Regions from separate parts of the Gossypium hirsutum genome. Here region 1 is linked to region 2. The links are chromatin contacts, called in public Hi-C maps. All regions are on one chromosome and are shown on one strand. The core of a region is the stretch at or near the end of the contact, and the rest is flanking DNA. Distances in the headings are between cores, read along the strand shown. Region 1 holds the start of LOC107952252 (protein TRANSPORT INHIBITOR RESPONSE 1-like). Region 2 has its middle 3.5 kb from the start of LOC121205279.

Evidence for each region. A called contact is a pair of places that touch in the nucleus more often than the background predicts.
Region 1: a Hi-C map of leaf shows a contact between it and region 2, with 1.8 times the contacts expected there. The contact joins the promoter of LOC107952252 here to the enhancer-like site in region 2. A contact is called at or near these places in 2 of 34 Hi-C or Micro-C datasets (callus and leaf).

What each region holds. Positions count from the first base shown.
Region 1 is chrA08:15,015,351-15,018,398 of Gossypium_hirsutum_v2.1, forward strand. It overlaps LOC107952252 (protein TRANSPORT INHIBITOR RESPONSE 1-like), which reads left to right and starts at 1,659. Exons shown (of 3, transcript NM_001327598.2): 1 at 1,659-2,356. The coding sequence starts at 1,890.
Region 2 is chrA08:14,823,335-14,826,537 of Gossypium_hirsutum_v2.1, forward strand. No RefSeq gene overlaps it. Among protein-coding and RNA genes, the nearest start is that of LOC121205279, 3.5 kb to the left of the region's middle. Within about 2 kb of position 1,662, at least 4 of the 9 cell types and tissues checked have an H3K27ac peak or open chromatin away from gene starts, as enhancers often do. A contact at or near this core is called in leaf, where this site is marked.

The sequences.
Region 1 (3,048 bases), core at 409-2,908, 190 kb after region 2:
TTCAGGGCAAATTATTTAAGAATTAGTTTTAAGAAAATAAATGAATTTCATTTAAAAATATATTTTTTGTATATAATGTATGTACTGTATATACTTTAGGTAGAGACAAGCTTTTACAGTTGCGATCGATAAGGACGCTTATCTGAAGAAGCCATCCGACGGTTCAAATCTCTTCTTTTTAGCAACTTTAGATCTGGGCCGTTGAGTTTTAACCTCTCAGCTTTTTCTACATAAAAGGGACAGCTCAAGGGACTCCATGCCAAGACAGTGCAACCCCAAAATCCATGTCCTTTTCGCCAACTGACAAAACTACCCTTTTGTTCAATTGAAGTGGGAGGGCGAATAGTTTGGTAAGATGAGGAGTATTTTCGTTATTTTACAAAACCAGTTAAAGAGTCAATTATTTTCTCTGAAGACATGTACGTGCAGCCGGTTGTAATTGTGGGGACTCTTTAACCTTTTCTTTTTATTTTTTACCCTTTGCAGTAAAAATTAATATTTATTAATTACTACTTGGAAAGCTTTTTTTTTTCCGGGTTCTGTGTATTTCGACCGTACACTGTGAAAAGGTTAACCTGATCAGACGGTCTTGATCAAGGTGCATGGTGCACCCGTTCGTACTCCATTCGTTTTTCCATGACTCATCCCTTTTATAGACATGTGAAATCTAAATTATAAAAAGAAAATAATTTTTATTTATACTTGATCAATAATGATGAAATGAATCAAGGCCGTTGGAGATGAATAAATAGGGCGGGTTGTACGCGGGGACAATGATAGCATGATTTTGAATGCAAACAATTGTATATGATTGGACTGCCGTGATGTCATGACAACAAGATTTCACATCAGATCATTCCTCATTATTTATTTTTAACCCCTTTCTTGCGGTCCCCGCAATATCCGACCCCTCAGATCCAGCCCTGCTACGTGAATCATGAGATTCCTTGCACCACCATTCTCTCCCTACACATCATCACACTTTATCAGCCCCTCCAATATCTCGTTCCTTTTTTCCTTCCGATATTTATTCAAAATCTCGCTAAACATGTGCTTGATGTAGGATGGTTATACGTGGACATCCTATTTGTTTTTATACGAATTTAGGTAATATAGATAATAATAATAATTAAATTTAATATTCATAACAAATTTGAACTTGTATATTTGTTACTTAAATTCGCATTGTTCTTGTTCATATTTATTTTCTACTTAAATGTAATACAAATGGTAAATCTACTTAATAAAAAAATATACTTTTAAAATTTAGGTATAATCAAAAGGTAATACAAATGATAAATGAAATTAAATTTATAAATTATATGAAAAAAGTTATAAATATCCAACTCGTTGCTACTGCTGTGCCACTGCCCCACATCTCTTCCATATACCCGTTTTATGCGGCTCCCCTTAGTCGTCGACGGATAAGAACCTCTCTCATCGTCTATCCTACGGCCCACATCTCTCCATCACTACGTGTTACTTTCCTAATCGCCCATCAGTATCTAAGCAGACCCACAAAAAAAAAATTGAAATTCTCTCGCTTGTCCTTTATTTCCCATGACTAATTTAACCATGGTTAAAATCTAACCATTCTTACGAACACAAAAATAAAAATCCTTATCCTCTCTCGTCCATTGTGTCTGTCTTTGACTTCACTTTCTTTCTCTCTCTCAATAGCTTCCTCCCAGCCTCTGCTCCCCCTATAAGCTTCGTTAATGGCGTTTCAGATCTCAAAAAACAAACTCTAAACCTTAAGTAAACGCAAATCCTACCCAAACCCAAGACCAAAATCGAGATAAAAAAATTCATCCTTTCCTATCAAAAGCCTTCATTCATTTTTTTTTGTGTGTGTGGTTTTTTTTTTCCTTTTATTCGAGGTTTAATTAATGCATAAGAAAATGGCGTTTTCGTTCCCAGACGAGGTGCTAGAGCATGTGTTCTCGTTCATACAATCAGATAAAGACCGGAACGCGGTGTCGATGGTGTGTAAATCGTGGTACGAGATCGAGCGTTGGTGTCGGAGGAAAGTGTTTGTGGGGAACTGTTACGCTGTGAGCCCAAGGATGGTGATCAGACGTTTCCCCGAGTTTAGATCCATTGAGTTGAAAGGGAAACCGCACTTTGCGGATTTCAATCTGGTGCCGGACGGATGGGGAGGTTACGTGTTTCCTTGGATCGCGGAGATGGCTGGAGCTTATCCTTGGCTCGAAGAGATTCGACTTAAAAGGATGGTCGTTACCGACGAAAGCTTGGAGCTTATTGCTAAGTCGTTTAAGAACTTCAAAGTATTGGTGCTTTCTTCTTGTGAAGGGTTTTCAACTGATGGTCTCGCTGCCATTGCTGCTAGCTGCAAGTGAGTTTGATGAAACTTTATTCTTTTCTCCTTTTTCGGGATTTTTTTTTTGTTTTCATTTTTAGCTGAGAAAAGGAGTTGAAGTTTTCATCTTTGTGGGAGTTAAAGTAGAGCTTTTCCCCAATTTGTTTTTGGTTTTAGCTACATTTTTCTTGAATTAGTTTTTATTCATTCCCATGAACTATTTTTTTTTAAAACAAAGATGTGAAGAACTTTTAGGAGTTTGGTCTCGTGTTCTAGTTGTCTTAGTTATTTCAGCTTTTGCTTTTCTCAGATCTGAGGTCAAGTGGGGGTTCTTTTTAAGAATATCTAATGAAAATCACATGTTCTTTTTTACCTCTTCGATACCTTGTTTTGTTTGATATCAGCAGATTCGTTTTTGAGTATTGTTTTCATTATTTTGGATGGTTTCTTCATGTGAAATGTGGACTTGTTTATGCTCTTTAATTATATTCCTTTTCTCGTGATTTGTTGTTTATATAAAACCAATAATATTTGTCTTTGGGTAAACTTTTTGCTGAGTTGGGGATTGAGGGAATAATTTTTCCATAGCTATTACTGAAGATTCTGATGGTTTATTTTTTTTCTTATCATCCTACAATTATTTGGTTGTTTTTGGTTTATTAGAGAGCTGTGAAGATTTATGTTACTTCAATTTTCTTTTGATGCAAGTTCAATTGTATATAAAAAAG
Region 2 (3,203 bases), core at 412-2,911:
CTCTAACCCTGGGAATAATGATATTTCAACAGAGAGTGAATCCCCTCAATAATATATATTATACCATCTTGTTAATATATTATCCCATACTTATTAATTATTACAATATTTTGGTATATATTAAATATATTCTGTTCACATTGTAATTTCTTTTTTCTTTTATATTCAAAACTATCTCATTTAGATTATAAATTGGTAACATAATAGAGACATGCATTTCTCGAATTAAATATAAAAGTTGTCTAATTATTATGAGATTTGTTAGTTAATATGATTGCGGTTATAATTATAAATATAATTATGATAATTTAAAATGAAAAATGAAAAGTTGAGTAGGAACAAGATATTCAAAAAGGGAAAAAAAAAAGTTACAGCAAAGACGGGGGCAAAAGGGTGGTGACTGGTCAGTGGTGAGATAAGAGACGAGAGGTTAGAAATAGGAGGCCAAAAAGAGTAGGGGGCCCCCCTCGTCCCCGTCCCCGTCCCCTACAAAACTTATAAACTGCCAAAGCATGCCGCCCCTGCACTGTCCTATCAATTCCACTTGTGTCAACTGTGTATAGTACCCCCCTTTCCCTTTTTTTTCTTTTTAATATTTTCCCAATATATTTTATCAACCTCAATATATACAATTTATTTAAAATATAATATTTTTATAAAGATTAAATTATACTACTAGTTAATCAATTACTAGTAAATTTATTCTCTAATCATTTAACTATAAAAAATTATAAAATAAATACTTAATTATTAGTAAATTTCTTTTATTATTATTTAACTATAAAAAATTATAAAATAGTCATCCAATTATTTATCACTAACTTTTTAATGTAAAAATAAAAATACTAAAAAATTTAAGATGATGTCATTTTATATTTTTTTATAGTTAAATTATTAATAATTTACCCTTTGTACAAAGTAGGGAATTTATGTAAATGATATTATACACAAGCGTTGATTTATTTTTATTTATTACATTAATAAATATAAATTTTTTATAAGTTAGCAGTGTTTTTTTTAAGGAACGTTAACATTATTATCAAGAAGAAAACTTAGAATATTATAATTGGTTGGCATAGCCAATTTTCAGTTTTCTATTTTCTTATTTTAATTAAAACTTTCATAAGAAGAAAGCTTACAATATTATACAATTTTGACAAAACGTGATAAATTTTTTTTGATAACTTTCGATAAATACGAATAATATTTTTTTATTAATTTATGATCATAGGTTAGGCTTGTGATAAGACTGAGTTAGGTTTGGATTATTCACTCACATGGTAATGCCTAAGGATAAGCTGATTCTATATTTCTATATTTCAAACATTGATGTGATTTTCATTTTGTTTGATTATTTTAGAAACAATATTCAATCCATTGAACCATTGTAAAAATGTAGAAATCAAAATGACTGAATAATATTGGTTCCAAATAAATAATTATTCCATTCGAAAATCAAAAACATTTTATCTTAATTTTTGTTTTTTTAGTCTTGGATTTAGCCAAAAATATATAAGAAAGAAAGAGAAAAGAGAGTAGAGCACATGATGTTGTGTTATGGTGACAAACTTTAGGAAAGTTCTTTGTAAAGAGCATGGTGTACTAAATGACAAATTTAGCTTCAACATGCTTAAGGTTTAGGCAATGGAGACGCAGTCAAAAATTGGTGGAAAATTCTGCGGTATTGTCTTATTCCACACTCAATAGCCATTGTCGCATAGGGAGATATGATTAGACTTTGAAAGCATATATTTATTGACTATTAATTAATAAATAAATTATGAGTTAGTATTTTTGGAGCTTATATATTATTATCCACCACCCATTTAAAATTAAAATGAAATTATTTAGTCAAGTAAGTAATTTCCAGAAATGGAAGAAGACTCGCATTTTAATGTGTCGAACTTTTCATTACTGGGTTTTTCTTATATCAGTTTATAAAGAATTGGATGCTGAGTTGAATTAATGGAGGACAAATTTTTTATATTCAAGTTTAGCATCAATGGAAAACAGGGATAAAATTTTAATAACGAGAAGTGGAAATCATAAAATTCAATTGTCGGTATGTATATAGATATTTTAGTCTGAAAATTTTAAAGGTTTTTCTTTTTTTTTTTTAGAAAAAGAGCCTAAGATAAAATCAGCCCGTAACTATATTATTTTGTTATGATTATTTTCAATTAAACGCCTCCTTACATTCTTTCCCAAACTCAAATTGAACTTCCCTTTGTAATGTTAATAGCAAAGTAATTTTGGAAAATTCCTTGATAAATCTACGATAAAAGCTCTACATGTCTAAGAAAAGATCACATTTCCCTAACATTTGTAGGGTGAGGTAAGTTTACAATTATGTCCACAATTACTTTAGCGACCTCTTTACCCTTGGAAGAAATCACTTGTCCCAATACAATGCCTTGAGTAACCATAAAATGACACTTTTCATAATTTAAAACTAAGTTAGTCTCAATGCATCTTTTCAAAACTTTGGTTAAATTATCTAAGAACTCATCAAATGAATCCCCATATACCGTAAAATTATCCATGAACACTTCTATGCATTTCTCAATATATTCAAAAAAAATACTCATCATGCATTTTTGAAACATACCTGAAGCATTACAAAGACCAAAAGGCATCCACTTATAGGCATAAGTTCCGAATGGACAAATGAATGTCGTATTTTCTAGATCTTCTTGTGCAATAGGGATTTGATACAAACCTAAAAAAAACTATCAACGAAACAAAAGAAAGATTTTATAGCTAGCCTTTCTAGCATTTGGTCTATGAAAGGTTGGGGAAAACGAGTCTTTCCTAGTCACTTGATTAAGCTTCCTTAAATCTATGCAAATTCTCCAACCATTTTTCACTCGCATTGGTACAAGCTCATTATTTAAATTTCTTACCACTATAGTCCTGGTTTTCTTTGGGACAACATGAATGGGGCTTACCTATTCACTATCTGAGATTGAATAGATTATACATACATCCAACAACTTGAGAAACTTTTTCATTACCATTTCTTTCATAGCTGGATTCAATCTCCTTTGTGGTTCCCTTGAGGGTTGATAAACCATAATTTATACATATTTTTACCCCTTGTTTAACGCATTTTATGGATGATTTTCCATTAGAATTGGTGAATTCGATGCTCTTAATGCTTTAATTTCATGTTTTATACTTAGAAGAGCATAGGAGAGCGAAAG